3 separate regions of the Rattus norvegicus genome follow, and all the other regions are linked to region 2. Evidence: chromatin contacts called from public Hi-C data. All regions are on one chromosome and are shown on one strand. Each heading gives the region's core, a stretch centred on a gene start, on an enhancer-like site or on the middle of the called end of the contact. The rest is flanking DNA. Distances are from core to core; before and after follow the strand shown. Region 1 overlaps Arhgap31 (Rho GTPase activating protein 31). Region 2 holds the start of Arhgap31 (Rho GTPase activating protein 31). Region 3 overlaps Arhgap31 (Rho GTPase activating protein 31).

The links. Hi-C and Micro-C count contacts between places; a contact is called where the count stands out from the background.
Region 1: a contact with region 2 is called in a Hi-C map of frontal cortex, with 3 times the contacts expected there. The contact joins the enhancer-like site here to the promoter of Arhgap31 in region 2. A contact is called at or near these places in 2 of 12 Hi-C or Micro-C datasets (frontal cortex and psoas muscle).
Region 3: a contact with region 2 is called in a Hi-C map of Schwann cells, with 2.3 times the contacts expected there. The contact joins the enhancer-like site here to the promoter of Arhgap31 in region 2. A contact is called at or near these places in 3 of 12 Hi-C or Micro-C datasets (Schwann cells, frontal cortex and psoas muscle) and 1 of 1 datasets of contacts at active chromatin or transcription factors (oligodendrocytes).

The regions. Positions count from the first base shown.
Region 1 is chr11:75,602,788-75,606,251 of GRCr8, forward strand. The region is part of intron 1 of Arhgap31 (Rho GTPase activating protein 31); the gene reads left to right. Among named protein-coding and RNA genes, the nearest start is that of Arhgap31, 60 kb to the left of the region's middle. Within about 2 kb of position 2,179, at least 41 of the 93 cell types and tissues checked have an H3K27ac peak or open chromatin away from gene starts, as enhancers often do.
Region 2 is chr11:75,542,896-75,546,094 of GRCr8, forward strand. Arhgap31 (Rho GTPase activating protein 31) reads left to right here and starts at 1,281. Exons shown (of 12, transcript NM_001105879.1): 1 at 1,281-1,599. The coding sequence starts at 1,500.
Region 3 is chr11:75,582,913-75,586,089 of GRCr8, forward strand. All of the region lies in intron 1 of Arhgap31 (Rho GTPase activating protein 31), which reads left to right. Among named protein-coding and RNA genes, the nearest start is that of Arhgap31, 40 kb to the left of the region's middle. Within about 2 kb of position 1,334, at least 54 of the 93 cell types and tissues checked have an H3K27ac peak or open chromatin away from gene starts, as enhancers often do. A contact at or near this core is called in Schwann cells, where this site is marked.

The DNA of each region.
Region 1 (3,464 bases), core at 929-3,428, 61 kb after region 2:
TAGCTCCAGGCTTTGCTGCTGGTTGAGCTGGGTGGCCTTGGTTGGAGTCCTGAACTTCCTGGGGCCTCAGGTTGCCTGGCACAGAGTCAAGCATGTTTAACAAAGCCCCTTCCAAGTCCTAATCGTTCAGCCTTAATCCTAAACATATCTGGCAAAAATCATGTGTGAAGATAGCCCTGACATCAGAGAAATAAGAGCAGCCAAGGAGGGAGCAGACGAGGGGCTCTTGGTGTGGGCCTCTGGGTGGGGTGTTAGTCCTCAGAGGATACAAATGATGTTTGAGCTGCTAATCTTCAGGACAGAAGCCTGAATGTCACCGTCCCTTGTGGTTTTAACAAACCACAGATTGCTCTAAGTGTTTGCCTGCTTTTCCATGAGAGATAAAGGGCTGTCTGCTGAGGTGCAGGGGAGGCCCCTCTGCGGGAGCACAGTGTGAGAACCAGTTAGTGATCCGGAAAGGGGGAGGGATGCGGTCTGCAAAGCCCACTCGTAGCCCTCAGCTCCATTCCCTGGGGACACAAAGCCCGGACTCAGATGACCCAGGCTCTCCTGATGTGCACCATAAGAGAATGCTCCAAATCTTCAGGAGTGTCCAGGGAGTGGAGTTGCTTTGAAAAACGACTTTCTCTGAAGTGGGTGGACTAGCCTTAGGGTTGGCGTCTCTCACATAGGTTTTAAAGAACACAGTCCCAGTATCTGCTGGGGCGCTTTCAGTCTGGGAGAGGGGCGAGAGGGTCTTCAGGGTCCCACGTGTAAGTTGAGAGAGTGATGTCGAGGGAAGGATCGAGAAGATCTCTGCTACCTCAAACACAGACAGATCTGTGTCTTCAAAAGCTTAGAGTAGCAACTGACCCACTTCTCCTTTCATGCTGTACATACATGCATAAATACATACATATACACATGCTTGCATATATACATGCATATACACATGCCTGCATATATGCATGCATAAATACATACATATACACATGCCTGCATGTATAGATACATGCATAAATACATACATATACACATGCCTGCATATATATACATGCATATGTACATAAATATATACGTGCCTACATATATACATGCATGTATACGTGCCTGCACATATAAATAATGCATATATACATACATCTATACATGCCTGTATACAAACACACACACACACACACATACACACACTCATTATTTAAAGAAGATCTTTCTCCAAGGGTGTTCCTAACACTTTTCAGAGGACTCTTTCTTAGTTTGTGTTTTCTGTCAGCTCCCAGGAGACCGTTTTGTACATGAATATGGAGAAGTTCCCCGAGGCTGGTCTAAGACACAGGTTCTTGACAGATCTCCCTGCCTCTTACAAGCTGTTCTGAATAGCTCCTGTTGGAAGCCCCACCTAAGTCCTGTGGTAAACTGCATGGCGGCAGACACATCTCTTCAGTCACAAACACTGAAGCGGTTTCATTGCTAAGTAATACAGTGGATGAGATCGGGTGACTTTTTTCTTATATCTGTCTGTAGTTTTTTTGTCTACTAATTACCTGCAGTCCTTGTACAATAATAATGTTTTAATATTTTTATTACATTTTATTTACTTGGGGCTTGGAGGGTTTGTAGGTCAGAGGACACCTTGTGGTAGTTGGTTCTGGGCCTTCGTGGACGGAACTTCGGTCATCAGGGTTGGTGGCAGGTGCCTTAACCCACTAGACTGGCCAGCCTCTAAGAATAACTGTTTAAAAATATTAAATAAAATAAGTGTATAGAGCAGCCAGTGTTTTCAATCACTGGGCGAGCTTGTGCAAGACATAAATCGTCTGAAAAAGGGTTACATGCGGCAGGATGTGCCCTTGTTTTTAGCAGGAAAAAGGAGCCTTGTAACAACAGGAAGCGCTGGGAGGCCTCAGTACCAAGGCTTCCAAGCAAAGCTGTTCTAGAAACAATGGCTGCCTGTGGCTCAGGAATATTGGGCAGGAAATGAAAAGATGCTGGGGTGGGGGTGGGAGCGCGGAGGAGCTGACAAGCTGCTACCTGGAGGATCTTCCCGTGGACTTAGCCTACTCATCAGAATCAAGTCGCATTCTCTGAATTCTCCCCATCCCCCATTGGCAAACCCCATGATAGGAAAGCTACTGCCTGCCGTGGCAGGAGCCCACAGTGCCACGGATCTGGAAACCACCAGGAAGCTGCACCGCCCAGGAAACCAGAGGGTCCAATGAGCGGGAGACCCGTAGGGTGACATCAGAAGAGGGCAGAACCGTAGATGAACTAAGAGCCGTAGACAGCCAAGTCCCTGGAGGACTCCGACTTTAGCAGAGTAAATTTAGCGTCGAGGTTAGTGGGAGTCCAGCCATACCAAAGCAGATACATTTAAACCTTCTGAAGTTGAAACTCACGTTTTATTTAACGAAACTTTCCGCTCCTGTGGGTGGGGTGAGTTGGAGAGTCACGACGAATGCAAATGAGAAACAAAAACAGAGCAAGCCAACAAGCATTTCTGTCCTGCCTAGTCCAGGAAGACCTTGATGTAAACCACCAGGAGCAAGAACCCAAACATTTGCAGGTGGACTCGGCTCCGTGTTCTGACCCAGCTTCTTCCAGCCTCATTCCGGAAGCTGATGGATCTTGGGACAGGAGTTCAGAAAGGAACACTGGTCCTCATTCCATTCCAGAAATGGCTCCCAGCACAGATAAAAGTCTGAGGGTGGGAGTCGCTTATGGCCTGGGAGCTGTGCTGCCTCACGGTGCTGTCACGAGAGTTTCCTATCACAATTCAAAGGAGTGACTTACTCTCCTCAGAGATCTAAATCTGATGGCTGTGGGGCAGGAAAAGTTGGGCTTCTTAATTCCTCATCTAAGCTTCTGACTCCTCACTTAGATGGGAAATCTCCCCCATGTCGTTCTTTTTCAGTTCTGCTCATCCTTAGCCTACGCCGATGCCTACGCTTATTGAAATCTATTGAAAAGTCAAAGACCTTTAGATACCCCAATGCTACCTCTGGCCCTTTGGTCTACCATACTCTTCCCGCGTAAAAATAAGAGTAGCTGGGAGATGACTTGGGGCTGAGTGCTTCCTGGCAAGCATTGATCCACAGAATTCAGGTGAAGGTCCGACTTGGTGGCAAATGTCTGTAGCCCAGCACCGAGGGCCAAACCCGAGCCTATCAGGAGGTACCACCAGCAAGTATGGCTGAAACAGCAAGGTCCAAGCTCAGTGCAAGACCCTGTCTCAAAAAATTAGAGAATTTAGAGAAATGATTTGCGAACATCCCCAAATCAACCTCTGTCCTCTACAGGAGACCACACATGCAAAGGTAGCCTTGATCTCTGCTCCCAGGTAAGTCCTCTGAAAATACCATCCGGGTAACAATGTTCTCCTTTGTCAGCAAGCTCCAAGGCTTCCCCAGAGGATGGCCCATCCAGGCGACTCTGGTTTAGACCTGCAACTGCCTTCTAGGATAGACTCTGAAAGAACAGGACACACA
Region 2 (3,199 bases), core at 31-2,530:
CTGTAGGCCAGATTTGTTAGGGCTGGCTATCAGGTTATGTCTGGACATAGAGAGAAGGTCAGAGTTCAGAGTTCATAAACTCCCATGATGACTTTTAAGGGGAGTCAGTAACTAAAATACCACACACAATACTTTTGCCAGCTATATGCTACCCTTAAAGCCTATATATGGATTTGAATATATTCAGGAAGTTTAATCTAATCTTCGAATCGTCAAGGCACAGGGTTTTAAGTGTTCAGTGTGTGCTGAGTACACACGAGTCAAGGAATTCCAACTAAGGGAAGGAAAAACATTCCGGCCTGAAAGCACACGCCTCAAGTTTTAAAACAACCTGGGAGACTGGCAAAATGTCAGAGCCCCTTAAATCTTGGTTTCTTTGCTCAAATCTCTTGCATTTAGCCAGGTCGCCGTGTGCGTGTGTGTGTGTGTGTGTGTGTGTGTGTGTGTGTGTGTGTGTGTGTGTGTCTGAACTTGAATTTGTAACTACAAATATAACTTCCCGGGAAGTGGTTACAACGCTGCACCTCTCTCTCGCCCCGAGGATATCCTAACCTCAGCGTGGGAGAGGAGACGTCTGGGCTTCAGGGACCGCAGACCCGGCAAAGAGAGGTGGGAGTGGCCAACGTAAAGGCTCTGTGGGTCAGGTTTCTGGAATCCCAGTCTTTGTTACTGTCACTACACTTAAGTGTTGGCGGAGGAGAAAGGCAGGCACTGAAATAGAAAGTGTCAGGACTGGGATGACAAGGAGGATAACTCCGTGAGCACCCATCCGAGCCCTCCCTGCGGAGTCCGGCGCCGCCTCCTCCTGCGCTGTGCAAAGAGCCGGTCTGGCGGCAGGAAGCAGGGCGGGCGGCCGCGGCTCCTCGTGAGGCCGATTTCCTCCGGGGCGGCCCTGGGCGATACTCTGGACTCGTAGAGCCACCTCGGGAGAGCGCGATCTCTCCCCCAGCCCGCGCAGCTCAACCCACCCACTTACTTCCTTCGACTACGCGCACACACGCACACACACACACACACACACACACACACACACACACACACACACACTCAGAGCTGCCAAAAATTTCCAACCTCCGCCCCCCTCCCGAGCTGACTTCCTTCCAGCGCTTCCTGAGCTGGACGATCCTGGGATTTGTAAGACAGGAAAAAAGGGACGGCGCGAGGGCGGGCGAGGGGACGGGATGCTCGCTGTTCGCGGTCCTCCAGCGGTCTGAAGGCAGAGCGCGGGCCTAGGGCGGAGCACACTCAGCCCCGGGGCGGTCCCCTAACCGCCGCGCCCCGGCCCGGGCTCCTCGCAAGGCTCAGCCGAGAAGCGCGGGGAGACTCCGCGGGAGCCCGAGTAGGGAGGTGACACCCGCCCGGGGCGGTGCACGGCCCGATCTGCGCGCCCATGCCGACCCCCGGCGCCGCTCTGCCCCGGTGACCCGACCCCGAAACCCTCAACAGCGGTGCGGAGTAAGAGAGCGCAGACGGAGGGGCAGCCTCTGTGGGGCTAACTCATGAAGAACAAGGGTGCCAAGCAGAAGCTGAAACGAAAGGGAGCCGCCAGTGCGTTTGGATGTGACCTGACGGAGTATCTGGAGAGCTCGGGACAGGATGGTAATGTACCCCCCTCCCCCCACCTTTTTTTCTGTTTAAGAGCGATGGATTTCTCTTGGGGTGTGCTGGATGCAGTTCACAAGTTAATGTGTTCCAGGCTTGTGCGCTCACTGTACTTTAATAGAAAAGAAAAAAGTACACGGGTCTTAACCATGCCGCCTCCACCCCACAGTGCAGGAGCTGGGTCTGTCCTTCCGACGTGTCACAGGAGCGGCTGATGAGCAGTGGTGTAGCTGTGGCGTTAACTGGTTATTCCTGAGGTTGAACTCCGGGAAGGAGGCTCGGCTCTTAAACTTTGGGTGTTGGAAGGGAAAGATGAGGTGTGACTGACGTAGGGCGGAATCATCATCGATAGGTTGCTCTGGTTATATCACCGTGACCATATTAAATGTGTCTCCTGTACTGTAGGGTTTCACTGGCTCACATCCCTTTTCATTAATGTGGTAGGAGGCAGTGGGGTGGGGGTGGGGTGGGGAATCCTGGCTGGGGGAGTGGTTGCACAAACAGTTTCTGTATTTCTGACTTGATGCCAGCTATACAGCATCTCCCCGGACCCCGACCCTGCCCCCCCTCCCCACCAGACCCTTTACCTTCTCGTGGCTTTCAGAGGGGCGCTTGGTGTGTCCTGCGACCAGTGTGTTGTAAAAAGGTCAGAGGGCCTCAGCTTTAAAATAGTTTAGGATACAGAAGTGTGTCTCCGTTTTCAAAGTCAGCTTGGAAAAAGAAATAGAGGAGCCAGCAGAAACAGTTTAAACATTTCTCGCGTGGGGAAGAATGAAAACAGCCTATGATGTGATAACACCATTGGAGGGCAAACGTTTTTAATATAGGAAAGGTGGGGAAATGGGGCATTAAATGACTCCTTTTGTAAAGTTGACTGGCTCTGCACTTAGCCGTGACCAAAAAAAAAAAAAAAAAAAAAAAAAAAAAGCTTCTTTGGAAACTTCAGAGAAAGAGAAAAGATCACACTACACACATATCTATCATACATAGATATCTATCATTATACATAGATAAATACAACAAAGGAAAACGGAGGACTGTGTAGCTGCTCAGAATAATTCTGCCTCCGGGAAAACCCTCCCCAAAACAACTGGATTTGTCCATATCAAGTGTGCGTCCCAGAAACAGTGCAAGGCCTTTGTTTCACTCCCCCTTTTTGAAGACTCAGCACCCCTAGTAATTTGCAGTGGTGTGATATTCTGTGGTATTCGGGAGTCCAGAGTCTGCTGTGTCATTAGGACAAATGGCTTAGTATTTCAGAGCTTCAGGGAACCACTGGTTTTCAAATCCGACTCTGAAATTGAGGCATAACCAAAGTCAATTCATTTAAGTCTCAGCAACACTCGGGAGAGGTCTCTTTGAAGTAAAATCACTTGGACTGAGTTGCTTTGTTTTGTTTTGTGTTAAGCTTGACGGAGCCACAAGTGCACATCTTAACCACGATGGTTAAGAACAAATGTTTGTCTCCGCTTGCCTTTTACAGGGCTCTCTTCGTATTAACCAGTAGGTACCCTAGGCATGCTCCTGGGATACCACCTTCTGTGACGTTAGAGTTATTCTGAGTATTACACACACACACACACACACACACACACAC
Region 3 (3,177 bases), core at 84-2,583, 40 kb after region 2:
CAAGGCCTTCCCTCTGTTGAACGGGTAACAGTACCCATAGATGAGTTGGGGGTGTTCAATCTACCCCACTGGAGAACTCATTCTCGGGGCAGCATCTGAAGAACCCTCTTCCCTCTCTGCCAGCCCACGTTAGCCACACAAGCTGGCTCTCAAAGCCAACCATCTCCGGTTTCTTGGGTTTTTCAGTATAGGAAAGGTTTACACTTGGCTTTTGTTCGTTTTTATTTTCTTTTGTCTTTGTTTTTTTGTTCTGCACTGGTTTGTGTTCAAAGTCAGTTGACCCTTTAACATTTCCAACTCCTCTGCAATGGCCAGTCGTCCGTACCGCTCTTTAATTGTGTCGCCCAGAAAAGCAGCCTGAACAGCACAGGGTGCCCCACTCCGTCAGTTTAGACCCTGTATTTCTGGTAATGCAGCCCCAATATGGATCAATATCTTCGTCAGCCGTATCTCATTCTGCATATTGTGTTCTCCTTAACTGCTGTCACCTTTCAGAGAGTCGTTTATACCCTCAGAGACGAGGACAGGGTGATGGCAAAAGTTGCATGACCGCTTTTATGACAATCAAAGATACACGAGGACAGTTTCAACCTGAACGCAAGTTTGCGCCAACATATAATGAATTGCAGGCTTTGGAAACAGTCAGCCCCACGTGGAAGAGGAGACAAAATTGCTGCTGTTCTTATTTATTAAAGGAGATAATAATACCCACTCTAAGATTTCTGTCAGGAAGATATGAAACCATGTGGGCAGTAACTGATATACAGTGGATGGGCGATTTAAACAGATGCCCTGGAAGATAATAATCACGGTTATCAATCCAAGAACACGCTATTGGGTAATTAAATTGCCAGTGCCGGGACCTTAACACGTGATCATATACTTAGGAAGGCATCTAAAGCATCCTACAGACAAGCAAGTGTGAGCCTAGAGTGCACAGCCTTAGGAGAATCCCTGAAACCAGACACTGGGGCCCTGTCAGTCCGTTGTCATTTAGGTCATGGTGACAGTTTCCAAGCTGGCCGTTCTATCTCCTCTACCCCACTGAGCCTCGTGTCGACCGAGCCTCTATATCAAGTGACCCCAGGTTGCTTTTGAACGGTTGCACGACCACAACCACACATACTTGCCATACAACGGCAACAGTGTTAGAGGGCAGCTGGAACCCTTGGGCTGCTTTCTGCAGTGGATCCACCCCTGGCCCAGCCTCTTCCCATCCCTTTCCTCTCTTCGGTGGGCCCAGAAGCCAGCTGTCCATGGCCTCCCTCCACAGAGTCTCCAGAGACAAAGGCCTCTCACAGGCCTCCCACCCCCGTGCAGCCGTATCCAAGGCTACCATCGGGGAACTTGGGAACAGGCCTTGGCTCTCAGACAGAGGATGCCCCGCGTACCCGCGCACAGAGCTGGCGCTCATTCCTCGGTGCCATGAAAGGACAGACTGTTCTGTGACTGACCATGAGCGGATGGAGAGGCGTCCCTGCACAGCGCGCTCCTTGGAGCACCGCCCAAGCGTCATTGTGCAAGGCCTCCCTGGTGCTAAAGAACGGGGTAAATGAAGACCCTGTCTGGGTACGCAGGCAGACACTGACCAGTTAAAGAGGAGAAGAGAATGCGGCTGTGTCTTCGCCGGGCGGCTTTTCCGCCATCGTCTGTGACTCAATGAACCAGTTGCTTCATATAATCAGCTGGGGCAGTAGATACTTCAATTATCCGATTATTCCAACTGATCCCGTGCCTCTAGCCAGTGTGGTGATGGGGGAAACGAGCAAGCAATGCTCAAAAGGAAGAAGTTCACTTCGGGGAAAATGAGGAGATAGGTTTCTTTGTTTCCCCTTGTGCGACTTCCTATCGTTAGAGGTTTCCAGAGATCTCAGAGAGGCGAAAGATGGTATAGCCCTTTCCACTCGTTGTGAGCCACTAAGCCTAATGGCTTCATGGGAAGGGCCGAGGCTATTCCCGGGTCCTGTGAGCACCCTATGGTTTGTGTTGCAGTGGCTGGAAGACAGGGTGCATTGAGATAGTACCACACGTTGTCTTCTGAGAGATGGGCCAGTATCTCCAGCCACCAGTCTTCTTGGCTATCTTTAGGGTCGTTTCATCATTGTTTAGTACAGATATTTATTTTCTATGATCACATAATAATAAACTCTAGTCAGAATCAGGAGTTCTAAAAGCATAACTGTCCGATGATGCTAAGTATGTCACCTCCCTCTCTCGGAACCCTTGCTTCCCTAGCTGTAAAAAGATAAAAATGAGGGGCTGGGGATTTAGCTCAGTGGTAGAGCGCTTACCTAGGAAGCGCAAGGCCCTGGGTTCGGTCCCCAGCTCCGAAAAAAAAAAAAAAAAAAAGAACCAAAAAAAAAAAAAAAAGATAAAAATGGAGACCATCTCTGATAACCATGCTTGTACAAAACACCGATGCCCTGGGAGAAGGGTTTCGGGCTTCTGGGTGTCTTATCTTTCACACACTTAGGGAGAAGTTGGACCTAAATGTGTATGCTGTGCGCACGTTCTGTGTAACAAATCCGTGGCCTGCGTTTTAATGCGTCTGTGGGTTGTGTGCCTTTGAGAGCATTAAAAGTAATCTCAGCTGTCAAACGCTCTCCCAGTTGGGCCCCGAAAGCTGCCATCCTTATCAATGGCTCCTTCACATCCACCCCGCCGCCGCCGAGCATTCCTCAGGAGGTGGCATGGCGGTGGGAGGAGCACAGTTGTTTATAATTCTTCAGATTAAAATGTCATTGGGCGCAACTCTGAAACTGCTGACATGTTTCGAATGTCCACTTCTAATAGCCTGCTCCTAACCAAACAAGCTAGACCACGGGGTCCTGGAGCCGCCCCAGGGTCCCTGCGCCGAATAATGGGACACTGTGTCTGCCCTCAGTCACATTTCTGCAGGGCTCCATACTTGACATGAGATAGCAGACGTACTTGTGTTTGTAAGGAAAGGGCAGCCAAAATGAGCCCTTTTGCTGTTTCCTTCTATGGTAGACCCCTGTGTCCATGACCGGTGCTCACAGCTGCCCAGATGTGCTCTGACCTTCAGAAAGATGAGAGAGAAGACAAAAAAAAAAAAAAAAAAGAGGGGGGGGAGAGTTAAGCAAAGTGACACTAACTACCTAAAGGCTTTACATTTTAAAAAGCACTTTATATAAAGTATTCTCATTTTAATCAAAA